Regions from separate parts of the Hordeum vulgare genome. Here region 1 is linked to region 2. A link is a contact called in public Hi-C data. All regions are on one chromosome and are shown on one strand. The core of a region is the stretch at or near the end of the contact, and the rest is flanking DNA. Distances in the headings are between cores, read along the strand shown. Region 1 holds the start of LOC123395798 (beta-1,3-galactosyltransferase pvg3-like). Region 2 holds the start of LOC123395317.

What was found. A called contact is a pair of places that touch in the nucleus more often than the background predicts.
Region 1: a contact with region 2 is called in a Hi-C map of leaf, with 2.8 times the contacts expected there. The contact joins the promoter of LOC123395798 here to the promoter of LOC123395317 in region 2. A contact is called at or near these places in 2 of 6 Hi-C or Micro-C datasets (leaf and seedling).

The regions. Positions count from the first base shown.
Region 1 is chr5H:437,050,864-437,055,441 of MorexV3_pseudomolecules_assembly, reverse strand. It overlaps LOC123395798 (beta-1,3-galactosyltransferase pvg3-like), which reads left to right and starts at 2,333. Exons shown (of 1, transcript XM_045090829.1): 1 at 2,333-3,633. The coding sequence starts at 2,606. The coding sequence ends at 3,535.
Region 2 is chr5H:436,787,852-436,792,760 of MorexV3_pseudomolecules_assembly, reverse strand. LOC123395317 reads left to right here and starts at 1,406. Exons shown (of 2, transcript XM_045090302.1): 1 at 1,406-1,817; 2 at 1,934-2,454. The coding sequence starts at 1,471. The coding sequence ends at 2,123.

The sequences.
Region 1 (4,578 bases), core at 1,084-3,583, 260 kb before region 2:
ATGAGCAATTTACAATAGGATTTTATTAACAGAAAAGGTAGATAAAATATGACTATCATAATAGAAATGAAACAAGTCATGTAATATAAAGATGAGACAATAAATGGCATGTGCACATATAAACTAGAAGAGAACATATGTAGAACAGAGGATAATATCAGCTCGTTCCCGCAACGCTGGCGAGGCTAGCGGAGGAGGAGCGCGTGAATGTCCCTCTTGTTATCATGGTCATACATGTGGGGTAACAGGTCCAACTTTCATCAAATTAGCAATGTGAGACTAAACTTTGATTTCATCTTTTGCCTTGAACGAATGGGTTGCGTGGGTCTTTAGAATTTATTAAGAATTTTTAAAATTGTTATTGAGCTGATCCAAAAATACACAAAACTCTAGCATTTCATACACGAGAGTATTGGTGTAGCATGAAGATTCCTGCTCCCTTCGCCACACCGATAATTCAAAGCACAGCACAACCCACGTCATGGGACAGTGTCTGTATTCAAGCTAGCACAGTGCACTTGCTGCTCCTAGATAGATACTTCTACTTATCAAGACGTGGGTACACAAGCACATCACACATTCAAACACCAGCCCCTCGAGTTAGAAAAGAAGAAAAGTACGCAGCCAGGGGCAGGGGGGCCTCACACGACTCGCTGATTGTCACAAGCCCAACTCGCAGTAGATGACAAGTCTGCATTCTGCAAGGACCCTACTGATTCGACGACGTCTTAACAACATATGTAGTGGAAGAGGGCTCTCAACTGGACGAGACATAGACGCAGAGGACTCCGTCCGTGCACAGATGCATTGGTGGTGCACACCTCGCCTACCTCGCATGATTCATTGATACTGATAGCGATAGGTACCGGTCTCTGTACTACGAGTCGATCATACCAGTCATTGCCGAGCTCTTTTCGGGCTGTCTTCAGGATGGACGCGTACTGGACTTTGCTCGATCCGTCGAGCCGGGCGATTTCGTTTAGGTAGGACCAGCAAAAGGGCCATGCGTTGTAATGGAAGAAAGAAATATCACACGCTCTTAATTTATAAAAAATGGTCTATAATCTGAGAATTTGTAATTACAACACAAATAAAGATGGTCTTATCCTATAAAAATGCACTTCAAAATTTCACAGGTCTTCTATTTTAACACGGCTTACATGTAGATTTAATACGTATAAAGAATCAGTCAAGTGACCTTCAGTTTCATCTCTAATCCTGATTTTGTTGACGTGTTCATCCCAACCCGAATGAGTACCGGTATGAAAGAAAGACGAATAATGACTTATTTATTAAGATTGCACCCTAGATAGTATTTTTATTAAACGTTTAATAGATAAAATAATATCATATTTAAATTCTCCATATTTTTCTAATCAAATTTCATATATAATATGTTAAATTTGGAGTTACGGTTTAAAAGATATGAGTATTTTAAAAAACATTTAATATATACTACGAGTTTAATGTCATAAACAGTAAGGACATTTTTGTAAAATCACCTCGGTGGGTTTTCCGACGGAGGCGCTAGCCTTTTTATTATTAGGTAAAGATAGGAGCCTCCTGCCCAGGTCTCGTGGACTCCGTCCTCCTCATCAAATTATACTTAGGCCAGAAGCACACGCTGACGAGATACCTGCGTCGACCCGTATATACTACTCTACTACTGTACCTGCGTCGACACAGTAGTAATTCACCTGGAAGAACGTAGTTGGTGCTACGGCCGTGACCCATGAATTTCGGGGAAAACACGTGCCGTGCCCGAGCAAGTAGGCGTTCCCTTCCCGACTACGGGGACGCGTGCTCGCCGAACGGGGATGACTTCGGGGGACGGTCGATGGGTTGGAATCGGTCTGGTGACTCCGGGCTCAGGAAGCATTGCCGGAGTCCAAATAAACGGAGCAATCTCCCGATCGATTCCGCCGGTGCAGTGGATGGATCCCGCGTCGTGTGCTCCGCCGGCTCACGTCTCTGCTGCTGTCGTGAGGGGCACTACACGCTGCTCCTCTGCCTTCCGTCGACCGTCCTGGTAATGAGACGCGAAATTAATACTACCTGCTATTTTTATACTCCATATAAGCGCAATGTTCTGCGAGTGCTTGGAAAGACGTGCGCTCACGCGTCTCTCTCCTTGTAAGAGTATATACCATCGAATGCCATGTGGTTCGTCGTTGTAACAAACGCTGAAATGTTTTTCAGAGAATATTACAGTGATATACACTAGTGAAATTCCGTCGTGTATGACCGGTCAACGTTCCATGTAAAAATGCAGTAGCGTCATGCATAAGAAATGAGTCAATATACTGTAGATTTGGAGAGAATAATGATTGAATGTGAACTGGAGCAAACTATAGCTCAGCCTCAGCTAACCGTGGAAATTACACTCAGTTTTGTCAGCTATCACTACTTGTCGCACGGTTTCCTTACTGCAGGGTGCTGTGTCGTAATCGGCGAATCGGCTCGTCCCGTCAGTCGTTCCACGATTTCTCTGATCGATCAGATGGATCAGTGGGTCTGCAGTAGGGAGGCCAACTTAAGCTTGGCGATATAACTCGTTGCACACTCCGCAGCACGCAGCGCTTCCATTCCATCAAATCAACCGGCCATGACCATGATGAAGGCGCCCACGTCCACCTCCTACCTCATCCTGGCTCCCGTCGCGATCCTGCTCCTCGTCTTCCTGCTCTCATCGCTCAACCGTGCCGGCTCCGATGGCCTCGGTGTCCTCTGCACCCGGCGCGCCGGCGCCGGACAGTACACCGGCGTGTCGGCGCGGGCCGAGGCGGAGGATGTCCCGGAGCCGGAGCTGAGCCTGCTGGTCGGCATCCTGACGATGCCGAAGCGGCGGGAGCGGCGCGACATCGTGCGGCTGGCGTACGCGCTGCAGCCGCCGCCGGCGGCGGGCGCGCGGGTGGACGTGCGCTTCGTGTTCTGCAACGTGACGGACCCGGTGGAGGCGGCGCTGGTGGCGCTGGAGATCATGCGGCACGGCGACATCATCGTGCTCGACTGCGCCGAGAACATGAACGACGGCAAGACGTACGCCTACTTCTCGTCCGTGCCGCGGCTGTTCGCGGCGGCGCCCTACGACTACGTGATGAAGACCGACGACGACACGTACCTGCGGGTGGCGGCGCTGGTGGAGGAGCTCCGGCCCCGGCCGCGCCACGACGTGTACCTCGGCTACGGCTACAACATGAGCGGCGACCCGATGCTGTTCATGCACGGCATGGGGTACGTCATGTCCTGGGACCTGGCGAGCTGGGTGTCGACGGCGGAGGAGATCCTGGCGCGGAACGACACGCTGGGGCCGGAGGACCTGATGCTCGGCAAGTGGCTCAACCTCGCCGGCAAGGGGAAGAACAGGTACGACCTCAAGCCGCGGATGTACGACCTCAGCTGGGACATGGACAACCTGCGGCCGGACAGCGTCGCCGTGCACATGCTCAAGGACAACCGACGCTGGGCGACCACGCTCCAGTACTTCAACGTCACCGCCGGGATCAGGCCGTCCAAGCTGTACCACCTGCCGTGATCGATCGCTTGTTTTAGTTCTTGGTTCGTGCGCCGTGTATTCGTCAACTCTGTGTACATCTGAATTTTTTTAGTCGAGAGATTTCGATCGAACATGCATTATGCATATTGGCTGTGTAGCCGAGCGGAAGTACTACGAGGATGGGAGAGCACGTGTTGGCCCGCTCGAAGCCGCCGGGCAAGGTGCGGAAGCATCTCATCTCGGCTCGGGGCTTGCTTTTCGGTGTAGCTGTCTTGCTGACGGTCGCATGGACCTTGCCGTTCGTGCATTTATTGATTGATCGCGTCATGTTGGTCCCCTTGGAGCGCGATTCTGGGATAAACTTTCGTTGGCAGCAGCGAGCTTTCGCGGTGGCGGCCGTACACGAGGATAACCAATTACGTGTATTTATTAGCGTTTCAAAAAATATTAAAGATCATAGTTTGAGCTCTTTAAAACTAGAAATCATATGAATACGATTCAACAAACTTTTTTTGAGCAACTTTATGTGCTAGATGAAATAATTTTAGTGCTATAGACAAGCAACTCCTTTCTCCCCTTAGTATGACTATCTATTCAAAGAATTCTTCTAAGTTGGTTACCACGACTAACAGTTGACTAGATTCATCTCTAAAAACTTTCCATAATTAAACAATGATGATCAATTGCTTATGATTGATGCTCAGTTGCCTAAATACTGTGAAATTGCTCAATTTTGATGCTCAGTTGCCTACAAAATACTATGAAATTGCTCAGTTTTCATGCTCAGTGGCTTATTACCCATGGTCAATTGCCTATGTTTTATGTTCAGTTGCCTGCTATTTGTGAACAGTTGTCATAATTGCACTCGAGTATCATAAAAAGCTAGCAACTTTTAATGTGTTTTTTACGCAACTCTAGTGTATTCAACAAGCAAATCATGTGTATACACACGATGCAATTCATCTAGCACCAAAGTTGTTTCTGTTTAGCTCTAAAGTTGCCTCATAAAACATCGAAGTTGCTTTTGAAAAAAATTCTTCAAAACATATTCATATGGGATCTCGTTTTGAATAGTTCGTCAC
Region 2 (4,909 bases), core at 157-2,656:
TGCCCTGTCCAACATCCCATCATTGACAATGGCCCCATGCCATGCTGGCATGCCTCATCGGCGCCGTGGACGTATACAAACGAGTTTTGCATCATATTTGTACCGCGAAGCTAAGTTTTTTTTTGCATCAGTCCAATATACACCGCAACTTGTAGCACTAAAGTGACCAATCACGCCAAGTTCTAGTATCAATAGTGTAATTGTCTCTTTAAAAAGGTTCCATGTGTCTATTAGGAACTGTTTTATGTATTGTTCAATTTTTAATATGAATTTCTTATAGTTCACAGTTCAAATCCGACCAGGTACTTGCTTATACGTAAAGATCACCAAACATTAGCTTGGGCATAAAAGAAAGTACTGGAATGCAATATTTCTGTTTCCGAATTAAGGAGTCTCCCCCAATTCCATATCTCAAACTGATAATAGTACAAGATAGTTAAGGCGTACGGTTCCAGGGTGGACTCATTACAAGCATAACGACCAATCTTGTGCTGCTCGCCTCATCCAACAACAGAGCACAAAGCTACCAAAAGCAAATAACTTCAGTGCTCGTACTTTATTTCTAGTGTGATCGTACGAACATGTATTGTTACAAAGCTTCATTTCTAGTCTTCCAGATAGCCCACAGTTTTGTATGCTTACTATTACTACCGCTACACGTATTAAATCATGAATAAAAAGTAGCCCACAGATTTAGTAGTTACTCCTACCGCTACATGTATCGAAATCATGAAAATAATGCAGAGAAAATTCAGGTTCCTCCCATCATGTCTGTGTGTAGGAAAGCAAATGCGCACCACTTTGTGGAGAAATTTCTCTAGATTATGCGTGACAACGATGGCAGGGACTGTCTTGATACTCGAGTCGCAACGCACTTATATTAGTTATCTGCTTCAAGGGGGGCTTGCTGTGGAAGCAAGGTTCGAATCTACACTTGTCGTGGCTGCATGATACTCCAAGAGAATCTACTGAAACCAAGAGAGTAAAATTTGCAGGGTAATTAAATTTGCAGATTCTGGTACCTCCCCATTTGCAGGCCACAAATAGGATTCCTAATTACGTGTGATGCCGTGGTGTTGCAATGGTTCTGACGAGTGTTAACTTGTGCTCTGCTCACCCATCTGCTGTTTCTTCCTGTATTTTACTAACTCTATTCGTCGGTTTAGTAATTTATATCGCTCACCACCTGGCACATCTCCTTATTAATTGCTGTCAAAGTCACCAACAGCATCACCACATCAGTATCACCTGCCCCAGCCCCTGGTCAGCACATCGCCGTTGCTCCCATTGGTGGTCGACACAAGTGCATGAAAGTATATACTACAGTTCCTAGTGTTAATCTTCCAATTCTACCACGGCCACTCTGTGGACGCCAAGCGTCTTTATATACCCATGACTCCTCTCCACCCTCACCTCTCACCACTACACTGGTCCTTGGACTGAAGTGGTCACCTCCTCCTCGGCTCCACCATGCTTCCCAGGATCCAGAGGAGCATCTTCCATCTCGGGGAGGAGGGTGGTGATGTCCAAGTCCACCGCGGCGCTGATGATCGCCATGGAGATAACATTGTTGACATCCAGCGGCGCCTCGGGGGGCACACCCACGGCCGCCGGCTGCGGCGAGGAGGACGAGACGCCGCCGACGTCGTTGTCGGGCTGCAGATCCTCGTCCAGCACCACCCGCAACCGTGCCACGTCGTCCTGAAGCAGATGGTCAGCTCGCCGCCGGCGCGCCACCGCCGTCCGTGCAGCTTCTCGGGAGCCTGCTTCCTTTGCCGGAGGGAGCTCAGTCCCGACAAAGACGTGTACATGTACAGGTACTACTGCAGCCTACGTACAAGCTCGTGATCTGGAAAATTCAGAGTCGCTGAGGCGACATCGATCCGAAGGCTTCGTGCCTGGCGCATGTCTGATAGTATTGCTGTGTTTGCAGGGGCGACCAGGGGTTCTGCAGCGAGGAGTGCCGGCAGCGGCAGATCTTGGCGGACGAGGCCAGAGAGCACGAGGCCATGGTCAACAAGGAGCGTCGGGGTCTGGCGCACCGTCGTCACCACCACGGGCCACGCGCGGCACCGCCGGTGGCGATCCGGGGCGAGCCGACGAGATTACTGGCTGTATCCTAGCTTGATTATGATGCATGCACGAACATGACATCCATGAACAGAACGAGCAAGAACCTATGACGCTGGGAAGCTGGTTGCAAGTAATCGAGGTGCAAATTAAGAAGAACAATATGGATAATTGCGTATACGGCGAGGTGAGGGTGAGAGTGAGATGGTATATTATGATAGAGAGACGTTGAAGTAGGGTGCATGTTTTTTCTTCAGGCTGGTAAGTTCGGATCTGTAGCCACGATGCAACTAATGTAATCTGCTCCTGGCCGCCTGTTAATATGTGCACATCCGGTTAATTCTAGACGGAAGAAAGTAAGAAAGAATAATTGGTACACCGAAATTTGGTGGCATGATGCTGCGAAATACTTGTGATCAAGTGTTGAACTCGTGGTGTAATCCTCAACACAAGTTAGTCGTACACGTGAATCTCAAGGTGCTAGAATTTGATGCCAAGAGGAAGGCAAGGGATAAAATGATGCTGTGGCATCTAGCAGCTTGATGGGGAACACAAATGGTACCAGACTGGAATCTTCTCTGGAGCTAGAAAACGACTAACAAAATGAGAAGCAGCCATAAGATCGAAGAGCTGCAAAGAGGGAGCAGCCTAAAAGACAGGGACCGCTTGAATTATAATTTATTTCGTGGGTGGGCGGACAGAAATTTATTACTCACTCCGTTCCTAAATACGGAGTATAAGACATTTTAAAGATTTTATTATGAGCTACATACGGATGTATATTATCATATTTTAAAATATATATTCACTTATTTTACTCTGTATCTAGTCTATAATAAAATTTCTAAAAAGTCTTATATATATATATATATATATATATATATATATATATATATATATATATATATATATATATATATATATAGAAACGGAGGGAGTAGTTTTTTTTAGGTAGAACTGCATGCATGTAATTTTACAAATGTTAGCCCAAGTATTAGACCAAAAGCAGAGATCCAAGCTTTATTAGAAAGCTAAGACGAAGGAGTTGTAGGTTTGTATAATATGACCATGTTTTACTTAAGAGTATTTTGCATGACCTCTTATCTTTTTTTTTCTAGGGCTGCATGGTCTCTTAGGGCCAGTTCTTTTGAGCTCTCATGTGGAAATAAGCTTCTATGAGAATAAGTTTCAAATAAGCTCATGTAAAAATAAGCTCCATATAATAAGCTAGCCAGTTCTTTTTTTATGTCTGTTTTTTCAGCTTATATATGGTATGAGTAGTGAAAAGTCTATAGTACCCTTGAAGTGGAGCTGGAGTGGGTCGTCGGTCTGATCAGGACAGGGGACGGGGGTCCTTCGCTGGAGTGGGTCGTCGGCCCGGGTTGGACGCCGTCTGTCGGAGTGGAGCCCCAGCCGCCCGTCGGAGTGGAGTTGTTGCTTCTAGGTCGCAGAGAAGGGTGGAGTCGCACCAGACGGAGGGAGGGGTCGCACCCAAGGGAGGAGAGGAGCAGCGGCGGGAGGCCTACCCGTCGGACATGTCAACGAAGATGGCCGCGTCGAGGGGCTGGGGCCGGCGGCGAAGGCTAGCTGGAGAATCGAGGGCGGCCGAGGAAAGTGCCAAAAACGACGACGACGGAGAGAAGGGTCGGGAGCGACGGCGACGGATGGAAGGGCGCCGGCGGAGGGAAGGACCGGGAGCGGCGGTGTCGGAGGGAAGGGCTGCGACAGCGGAGGGAAGCACCGGGAGCGGCAACGGCGATGGAATCGGGAGCGGCGACCGAGAGCGGCTCGATTCGGCTTTCTGCAGTGGTCCAAGGGGTTGGGCTCGATGACAAACTCATTATAATAAGTGCGAAAACCAGGAGCATTGGTCTATACCCCTTCGCTTTTAAGTGAGCTTCTCACAGGCTCACCCCCAGCTTTTTTTCATTTGCAAAGGAGACTTCGGTAAAAATATGTTAAGCTAGCTTATACAAATCGAATTCTTGTAGGCTTATGGCTTATTTATCAATAAGCTGAAATGATAAGCTGGAAAAAAACTCATCTTTATCCTTTTGTCCGTTCTCATTGGGGCAAGCAACTGGGCCAGGATCAAGTATCTTACTAGTAGTTTCATGGACTTCGCGCGCCCCTCCCGTGTTAACAAAAACAACTTCCGTGACAGAAAAGAACGACCATATCTGTTGGTATCTTAGCCTAAAAAAAATCTGTTGGTATCTGTTTCCCGTAGTGCTGTATGAATAACATATCCAGATAGCTTTCTTAATGAGTGAATAATATCTAGATAAGTTTCTTAATGTCTTCATGTTTTCTTGTGCTGTTGGAGATAACACTGCACCGTAGATGCAGTGCGCCAGTGTCTAACTAAATCATATAGATGCATTTGATCACCTACATCAAGTCTATACAGGCCTGCTGGATGCAACACTTTTCGTTTTGGGCTGTTTGATTCCATGCAAACACTATTGAGCCTGGATCACATGGTGATTAAAGCAACTCTGAACCTGCATCTCTGAAAATGGTCGAATCAGCAAAAATCAAAAAATAAATCCCATGGTGTCCCGACCTCACTATATATTCTAGCGAGGCTGCCCAGCCGAAATAGCGATTAAACACAGCTAAAAAGAAGTGCTAGGCTTAAAGTCTGAAATACAGCGGCATATCATTTTTTTAATGTTTCGAAATCGTGAGAAAATTTTGAATCACGAATATTTTCTAAAATCATGAAGGAAATTTTGGAAAGTGCACAAAATTTTAAGATGCAAACAATTCTTTTTAAAAAAATTGAACATTCTTTCAAATTGTGATCAACCTTCGAAATCTGAACATTTTTTTATGA